Regions from separate parts of the Sus scrofa genome. Here region 1 is linked to region 2. Evidence: chromatin contacts called from public Hi-C data. All regions are on one chromosome and are shown on one strand. The core of a region is the stretch at or near the end of the contact, and the rest is flanking DNA. Distances in the headings are between cores, read along the strand shown. Region 1 overlaps GNG7 (guanine nucleotide-binding protein G(I)/G(S)/G(O) subunit gamma-7). Region 2 holds the start of SLC39A3 (zinc transporter ZIP3).

The links. A called contact is a pair of places that touch in the nucleus more often than the background predicts.
Region 1: a contact with region 2 is called in a Hi-C map of omental adipose tissue, with 4 times the contacts expected there. The contact joins the enhancer-like site here to the promoter of SLC39A3 in region 2. A contact is called at or near these places in 2 of 5 promoter capture datasets (fetal liver and liver), 35 of 47 Hi-C or Micro-C datasets (adipose tissue, alveolar macrophages, blood and 16 more) and 2 of 2 datasets of contacts at active chromatin or transcription factors (alveolar macrophages and skeletal muscle).

Annotation. Positions count from the first base shown.
Region 1 is chr2:75,978,240-75,982,833 of Sscrofa11.1, reverse strand. The region is part of intron 2 of GNG7 (guanine nucleotide-binding protein G(I)/G(S)/G(O) subunit gamma-7); the gene reads right to left. Among named protein-coding and RNA genes, the nearest start is that of GNG7, 51 kb to the right of the region's middle. Within about 2 kb of position 2,498, at least 12 of the 83 cell types and tissues checked have an H3K27ac peak or open chromatin away from gene starts, as enhancers often do. A contact at or near this core is called in alveolar macrophages, omental adipose tissue and retroperitoneal adipose tissue, where this site is marked.
Region 2 is chr2:75,905,988-75,910,109 of Sscrofa11.1, reverse strand. SLC39A3 (zinc transporter ZIP3) reads right to left here and starts at 1,659. Exons shown (of 3, transcript XM_005652818.3): 1 at 1,490-1,659; 2 at 1-213. The coding sequence starts at 85.

The DNA.
Region 1 (4,594 bases), core at 1,249-3,748, 72 kb before region 2:
TTGACTTTGAGTTCATCAAAAAGACAATTCACCTGGGTGAGCCTGACCTAATCAGGTGAGAGACTAGAGGGAAGAAGGAACCAGGGAGGAGACCACGCCGCCAGGCCAGACTTGGGTGGCCTCCAAGAGCTGAGAATCGCCATAGGTGGTGGCTAGCAAGACAGCAGGAACCCTGTCCTGCCAATGGTCTGAGAGAACTTGAAAGTGAGTCCTTTCCCAGTCGAGCCTCAGATGAGAACTCGGCCCCAGCCAAGCCCTGTGGAACCCTGAGCAGAGGCCCAGCCAACTGTGTCCACACTTCTGCCCTGACAGGGGAGACATAAGCTGCTGGGTATGTGGTGGCCTGTTATGCAGCAATAGCTAGCTAGTATACTCCCATGTGATGTCAGAGCAGAGTGCCTGGGGTTTTACTATCACTGTCATACTTAGTCACACACAAGATGTTCCTCCAGATCAGGAAATTCCAAGGGTTTTGGGAGCTGGAAGCCGAGAACTGCGGCTGAAGTACAAAATATGTATTTAGCAAGATCATACCACCCAAAGGACCCACCTCTAATTACCACCACATCGGGGGGTAGGTTTCAACATTTGAATTTGGGGGGACACTAATGGCAATTGGAAACAAGCTCCCAACACCCCAATTCCCTGTGATACTGTATTTGTGGTACCTGCTCAGGCCCCCACCCCCACCCCCAACTGCTGAGCACATCCCCACCCAGGCCTCCCCCGGCTATACCTCAGTCCTGTTACCCACACCCACTGTGTACTTGGCACACAGACATGAGTGTTTTAGCCTGGTAGGGCCTGGCACACAGTGTCTGCTGACTCAGAGGACAAAGTGGTGGGAGAAGGAGTAAGGAGGCAAGAGGCAGGTCCTCGATGCCCACTGGCTCAGGTGGAGTCAGGCAGGGCTGCGAATGGACCCTAGGATGTAAGGGACCCCTTCTGCCTACCCCCAGTGGGCCCCGCTTCAGCCTCCACATGGCTCTCTCTGCTCGCCTACCTTCGTGTCATATGTGATGGTCACCTTGTGTGTGTTTTGAGTCAAAGAAGGCCTTGAACCTGTGACTCTACCAATGACCACATGTGTGCATCATCTCTGCCCTGAGGGAGGCTGACTGTTCCAGCGGTTGCCTAGCAATGCACCCAGGCCTTTGGATGCCCCACTTTTCGCCTGGGCTGAGCCAGTCCCTGCAGCCCTACGAGTGGAAGCCCTGCTCTGCAATCTCGCACATGAGTCTCTCGGGGCCTCAGTGTTCAAACTGGCAAATTTGGGTGGCGGCACTAACCAGCTTGTGAGTGGATTAGGCTGCAGGGTTGGGAAGACTGAGCTTGGGTGGGACCACGGTGGGAACACAGCGGAGCATAAAGAGACTGATCTCCATTCAGCCTGGAAGCAAGACTCTTGTGGAGCAGGGTCCCCCCTCAGTGCTGCTGACATGGGACTGGGACTTCTTTGGGGCACCATCCCAGATGCTGGGGGTGTGGAGCAGCCTCCCTGCTCCAGCCACTCAGTGCCAGGAGCCCCTAAGTGTGACAGCCACAGATGTCCCCAGATACCACCCAGTGTCCTGGAGGGGCAGGATCACCCCGGATGAGGGGTCAAGCTCATATTTTGAGTCACCCACGTGGTAGGCTGCAGGGAGAGGTTTAGGCCCCCCCCTCAAGGCAGCAGCAGAGGAGGGGGTGCGTAATTCCGTTTGTATTGTATAAGCTTTCTGTCGGGAAGGCTGCGGTAGCAGCCGTGACCTTCTGTAAGCAGAACATTTTAAGGTTTTGACTGTATATCTTGGCAGTTCTTTCAGGAGAACAACTTGTCCGCGGAGAGAACTGATAATAACGTGCATTTCAACATGCCCAGGACAGATCTGAAGCGGGTAACCAACCAGGGGAAGAAGCGAGCTCTAACTCCCCACACAAGGGCCACCCTCTCAAGATAAAAAGCTTTCAGCAGAAATGCTCCTCAACTCCGGGGAGAATGAGGGCTATCAGGAAAGCACTGCGCTTGGCCAGGTGGGGAGTTCTGGGTTTCTGTGCTGAGCAGGAGCTCTGGGGAAATGCTGCAGAACCTTTTGTTTTTGTTTTTGTTTTTTTTGGCAGCCCCATGGCAAATGGAGTTCCCAGGCCAGGGATCATATCTGAGTTGCCATTCTGACCTACACTGCAGCCGTGGCAACACCGGATCCTTAACCCCCTGTGCCAAAGTGGGTTTGGGGGTGCAGGGGCCCCATACTCCCAAGGGCACAGGGCCTGTGCTTTCTGCCTCCCTCTTACACCCAGCAGATCCACAGAGGATCTGGGTCTGCAAGGTGGGGGCCTCAGGACAGGTGTCTATGGGACTCTGGGTGCTGAACCAGAATGTCCCAGAGAACATGAGTGGGTGGTCACAGGGCTCTAGGAGGGTGGAGGGGTTGACTGAAGACCCCTGGGTGGCTTCCTGCATCCCCTACATCTCCACCCGTGCCTGCTCAAGGTCCAGCCTCGCCAAGCTTCCGTGGACCTTCTCCTCCCCCTAGTGGCTAAAGGTGGGAAGTGCAGGACTCTGGAGCCCGTCTCCAGCCCCAGGCACCCAAGGAGCAAATGCCCAAACAGGTTCTCTTTCAGCCCTGGCATCTGCAGAAATTGAGTGTGGCGGATCAGGGTGCTGTCGCCAAGAGGGCGGGGGTGGCCCTTGCTCAGTGACATCCCAGCTCCCCTGGGATGAGAACCCATAGCTCATCCCCAGCGCTATGGGATATGAGGGCTCCCACAGACACCTAGCATAGAGCCTGGCTAAAAGGATGTGCTCACAGTGACGTTTAAACTACAAAATCAGGAGTTCCCATCGTGGCTCAGTGGTTAACAAATCCGACTAGGAACCATGAGGTTGCAGGTTCGATCCCTGGCCTTGCTCAGTGGGTTAAGGATCCGGCGTTGCCGTGAGCTGTGGTGTAGGTTGCAGACGCGGCTCAGGTCCTGCGGTGCTGTGGCTCTGGTGTAGGCCGGTGGCTACAGCTCCGATTAAATCCCTAGCCTGGGAACCTCCATATGCCACGGGAGGGGCCCTAGAAAAGGCAAAAAGATAAATAAATAAATAAATAAACTAACTAACTAAAAAATCATCAGGAAAAGCCCAAATTCCCAACTTGGAGGAGCAGGTACAGGAGGGAGTAGGCTCCCCTGGATCAGGGAACCCCGGCAAGGCCTGCTGCGTTCGCCTGCTCAGTGGAGAATTCTATCTCCTTCTAGCAGGGTCTGTCCACTGGGCATTGCTGACATGGCCGGGTCACTAATGAGGCCATCCTGGGCACTACGCAGTGTGGAGCAGCATCCTTGGCCCCCACCCCCTTGATGCCAGGAGCCCCCACAGTTATGACAACCACTGATGTCCCAACATGGCCCAGTGTCCCATGGAGGGGGAAGGAGATCAGAATTACCCAAGGGGGAGACAGCTGAATTTCAAACAGTGCAAGGATTTAAGTGTAAAATATGCAATCTGAACAAAATGCAGGTGAATTGTTGTTTATGTTTTTGACATGTGCAAGAAGGCCACACAAAACACGAAGGAGGACACAGATATGCATGAAATGGTTCAGATCCCGGAGGGCAGTACCCAACGTGAGCAAAGTGCAAAGACACGCTCAGGAAAACAGCAGAGGGCGTCCAAAGAAATAAAGAGAGTTCAAACAAATCACCAGGAGAAACCAGCACAGAAAGGTCAGTGAAGGACACAGCCTGAGAAATGGCTGTGCTCGCGAAAAGGAGGCACAGACACAGCAGCTGAAATTGTCCTGGCTTGTCGGGATGGACTTGGGATGGAGGAGATGGGCCTGGGATGGGAAATGGCGCATTTCTGGAGGCCTTTGCAGCTCAAGGTCAAAATGTAAATGAGAACACCCAGACTTATATTCACAGACGAGGCAAACCCACTCCAGGAATTTCCCCCAAACCAAGGACGCTGGAAGTTTGCACAAGGGCAGCCATCCCAGCGCGTGGCAAGAGTTGAAAAGTTGAAAAGAGAACAAAAAGAAAAACAGAAAAAGAAATGAAAAAAACCCCAAAAGCCCACCAATAAGACCAGTTAAATCAATTATAAAATTATTTTTAAAGAAATAAATTATAATTCAAACAACAAGGAAAACTACTGTATAGCACAGGGAACTATACTTAATGTTCTGTGATAAACCATAATTGAAAAGACTCTGAAAACGAATGTATATATATGTCTGACTGGGTCACTTTGCTGTGGACCAGAAACTACCACCACATTGTAAATCAACTATACTTCAATAAAATAAAGATTTTTTTGTTTTTTTGGTTTTTTTTTTTTCTGGTTTTTTTTTTTTTTTTTTTTTTTTGCTTTTTAGGGCCACATCCAAAGCATATGGAAGCTCCTAGGCTAGGACTGAATCGGAATTACAGCTGCCGGCCCACACCACACTCACAATACCAGATCTGAGCCGCCTCTGTGACCTCTACCACAGCTCACAGCAATGCCAGATTCTTAACCCACCGAGTGAGGCCGGGGATTGAACCTGCAACCTCATGGATCCAAGTTGGGTTTGTTAACCACTGATCCACGACGGGAACTCAACAAAGTAAAGTTTTTAAAAAG
Region 2 (4,122 bases), core at 410-2,909:
TCTTTACGGGGAGCAGGGAGCCAAGCAGCATGAAGAAGAACACGCCCACCATGCAAAGGATTTTGGCCACCAACAACTTCATCATGGTGGCGGCCCGGACTGCTCCGGTCACCGGTCGCGGCAGGGCCAAACCATGTGTGGGCGTGCACTCTGTCCCAGGAGGTGCTATGGGGTCCAGCCACACAGCCGGGCGCTCATGCCTCAGCCTAGCCACTGTGAATGCCAGGAACAACCACGTCAGCTGTTGGACTGGTTATACAACTAGCTCTAGGGAGCAAGCCCATCTCCCCCAGCATCTCACCCCCATCCCAGGTCTGACACACATCACTGCCTTCCGCAGAAAATTCTCCATGGCTGTCCAACATGGCTAGGGAGTTAAACTTAAATAAGATGTAGAATTCAGCTCCTCAGGTGTGCTACCTGTATTTCAAATGATCAGGAGTCACCTGTGTCTAGCAGCTACCATACTGGACAGCACAGAGAACATTTCCATTGTTGCAGAATGTTCTGTGCCCCACTGCTCTTACATAAAATCCAAAAGTTTTACCCTGAGGCAAAGACTCTCCACCATCATCTCCCCTCACTGGTCTTTATGATCCCTAAAGGTGCCAAGCACATTCCTGCCTCAGGGCATGTGCACCAGTTGTTCTCTCGGCTTGGACCCTTTCTCTTCCCTGACCTTCCAATGATGTTTGTTTTCCAGGTCACTGCTTCCAGGACCCCTCAGGAGGGCCACCCGTGGGCTGACCCCTGCCCTAAATGGCATCCCTTGTACCAACCGCAAGGCCTGGTGCAGAAGAGACGCTCAGTAACCGCTTGCTGAACAAATGGATGAGCTGAAGCATGTGGACCTCTTTACCAGACTCAATGAGCCAAAGTGGTACAGATCTCACCCTAGACCTGAAAACATCACTGTTAGTAGGAGGGACCCTGCTCCCTTGTCCTTTAGGCTTCCTCCCCAGTCTCCCAGTTCTCACTGCCTGCGATCCCACATCAGCTAAAATGCCACCTCCCACCCCCTCCCCTGGCATTATTTTCTGGCATTATTGGTGCTACAGGGAACTACATGATTTAAAATCCCTATATGTCCACAATCGCCCTGGGCTGCTACCTCCACGGGAAAGGGGAGGCGCCAAATACCTGTGAGTGTCCAGATCCCCCGGTCTGTGGCGCTGGGGTGAGGGGAGTGGCCTGGACGCCCTCAAACCGAGGGCTGATCGGGCTGGGTAAAGGTGATCGGCTCATTCATTCATCTTTTCATTCAGCACGTAATGAACGCCTTCTGTGTGCTCCGCGCTGCACCGGGAGCCTAGCCCAAGAGGGGACAACTCGCGCTCCGCTGGGAGAACCCGACGCAAATCACACATATCACCGGTAAAGGCGAAACCACGGCGGGTGCCCCGGCGGGCCCTTGGCTAACGGACGAGAAAGCCTCCTCCGCCCCGGGATGCCCCGCCCGGCCCCCAGCCCCGACCCAGCCCGCACGTACCTTCGCCGAGTCCTCACCCGCCAGTCTGAGCCGCCCGCCGCTCAACCGCCGCGCGGTGTTTGACCCCACTGCCGCGCTCCCGGCCAAGCCCTAGCTCGGCGCGCCGCTGCCTACGCCCCGCCCACGCCTTTGTCTACTGGTCCCCTCAAGCTCAGCGGGACAAGTTCTCCAAGCCACTGGCTACTGTGACTGCCATTCACCCCGCGACTCCACCTCTCCCACAGGCATGGGAAAGTAGTTTCCTCCCATTGAGCGGCGGGTACAGCCTCCGGGCGGCTCCGGCGGGAAACTCCAACCATAGAGGAAAGGTTCCGGTAGTTTGGTTTCCAGAGCTGTCCAGGGGCCCCTGGTGCTGAATACCGTTCAGATCTAGGCTTGGCCATTGTCAGGAAACGATTTGCTAAGGAAGACTATTTCTCTCGGAGAATCCTCGCTGATGATGCCCTTCCTATGGGCTTAAGAAGCAGGTTTATCCGTTCAACCTCTCTGCCTTCTATGTGCCAAGGCCTTTCCTTGGAGAATATCTGTCAAGAGAACAAAAAAATCTCTCCTTTTTTGGATCTTACATTCTAGGAGAAGACAGAGGAAATAATTGATAAACATAATAAGTGATAAAGTCATGTCAGAAGGCCACAAGCGCTCTGGAATAATAGAGCCTAGTAAGGGTTATCAAGAGTGCTGGGTGGGAATCCCCGCTGCCATGCAACAAATCGACAACGTCTCTGCAGCGCCAGGACACTGGTTCCATCCCTGGTCAGGTGCAGTTGGGTGAAAAGATCCGGTGTTCCCACAGTGACTCTGATCTAATCCCTGGCCCAGGACACTTTAATTGTAGCCTTTGAGAGGCCCTGAAACTGAGGACTCATTTATGTGAACATGGATTCCTGACCCACAGAAACTGTGAGATAATAAATGTTGCTCTTGTGAGCCACTGAGTTTTGTGGTAATCTGTTAGGCAGCAAAAGATAACATATATAACCTCATGGTTCCTGGTGGGATTCATTTCTGCTGTGCCACATGAGTAACTCCCAGAAAGTTTTAAAAAATGATTAAGAAACGTCTTATGATGTATTACTAAAGTTGTCTCATAAAAATATTAAGTCGGAGTTCCCGTCGTGGCGCAGTGGTTAACGAATCCGACTAGGAACCATGAGGTTGCGGGTTCGATCCCTGCCCTTGCTCAGTGGGTTAACGATCCGGCGTTGCCGTGAGCTGTGGTGTAGGTTGCAGACGCGGCTCGGATCCTGCATTGCTGTGGCTCTGGCGTAGGCCGGTGGCTACAGCTCCGATTCAACCCCTAGCCTGGGAACCTCCATATGCCGTGGGAGCGGCCCAAGAAATAGCAACAACAACAACAAAAAAGACAAAAGACAAAAAAAAAATAAAAATAAAAATATTAAGTCAAATGTAAAAGAAAATATAGGAGTTCCCATTGTGGCTCAGTGAGTTAAGAACCCGACATAGTGTCTGTGAGGATGCAGGATTGATCCCTGGCCTCACTCGATGGGTTAAGGATATGGTGTTGCCTTGGCTGTGGCGTAGATTGACAGCTGCAGCTCCAATTTGACCCCGAGCCCAGGAACTCCCATATGCCACAGGTGTGGCTGTAAAAAAAAAATTGTCTCAGGAGTTCCCGTTGTGGCACAGTGGAAATGAACCCAACTAGGAGCCATGAAGTTGCGGGTTCAATCCCTGGCCTCACTCAGTGGGTTAAGGATCTGGCATTGCCATGAACTGTGATGTGGGTTGCAGACTCGGCTCGGATCTGGTGTTGTCGTGACTGTGGTGTAGGCTGGCAGTTGTAGCTCCAATTAGACCCCTAGCCTGGGAACTTCCATGTGCTGCGGGTGCAGCCCTAAAAAAGCAAAAGACAAAAAAATTGTCTTGTAAAAATATTTAATTGAATATAAAAGTAAATATAAAAAGGAGAAATGATAACCTTTGGTATAAAATGGTAATAAAATTACCAATTGAAAAGTGGGCTGACAGTTAAAAAAGCAATAATCAAGAACCAATGCTAATTTAAATGAGGGCATTGGCAGGAGAGGTGGAGGGGAGTGGATGAATTTGAGAAATACCTTGGAAGAGGAATGGACAGGATTTGGCACTGGTCTGTCTGTGGGCTGCAGAAGTGGAATGTGTTGGGCATGATTTCTGGTTTTCTAGTTTGAGCAGTTAGATGGATCCTGGTGTTGTCCACTAAAATAGAGAAGACTGGAGGAGGCACCAATGTTGGAGGTGTCAAAAGACTAAGTTTGGCTTTGCAGAGGTTAAGTGTGAGACATCTATAAGTTCTTAACCTTTAATGCCACTTTCTGCCTGCATGGACTTGCTTCATTATAGACAATATGTGGTAGCTATTTTTATTATTAGACATAAAGTGACTTGACTCTGTTTTCCATAATTCACAACAACAACAAAAGATTGTTTTAAATAAGAGCACACTAGGTTAATGCCTGCAGGATGACACCCTACAGGCTGACAACCTCCTACAGGAGAATTATTTTTTTAGGGAAGAAATAGATTTATTAGGATAGGACACTTGTGAGAGATGTAAGCGGGCAGGCAAGGAGGCTCTGTCCCGAGGATTCAGTGGGCTACAGTTTTTTCATCTAAGGGTACAGGAGAATTAA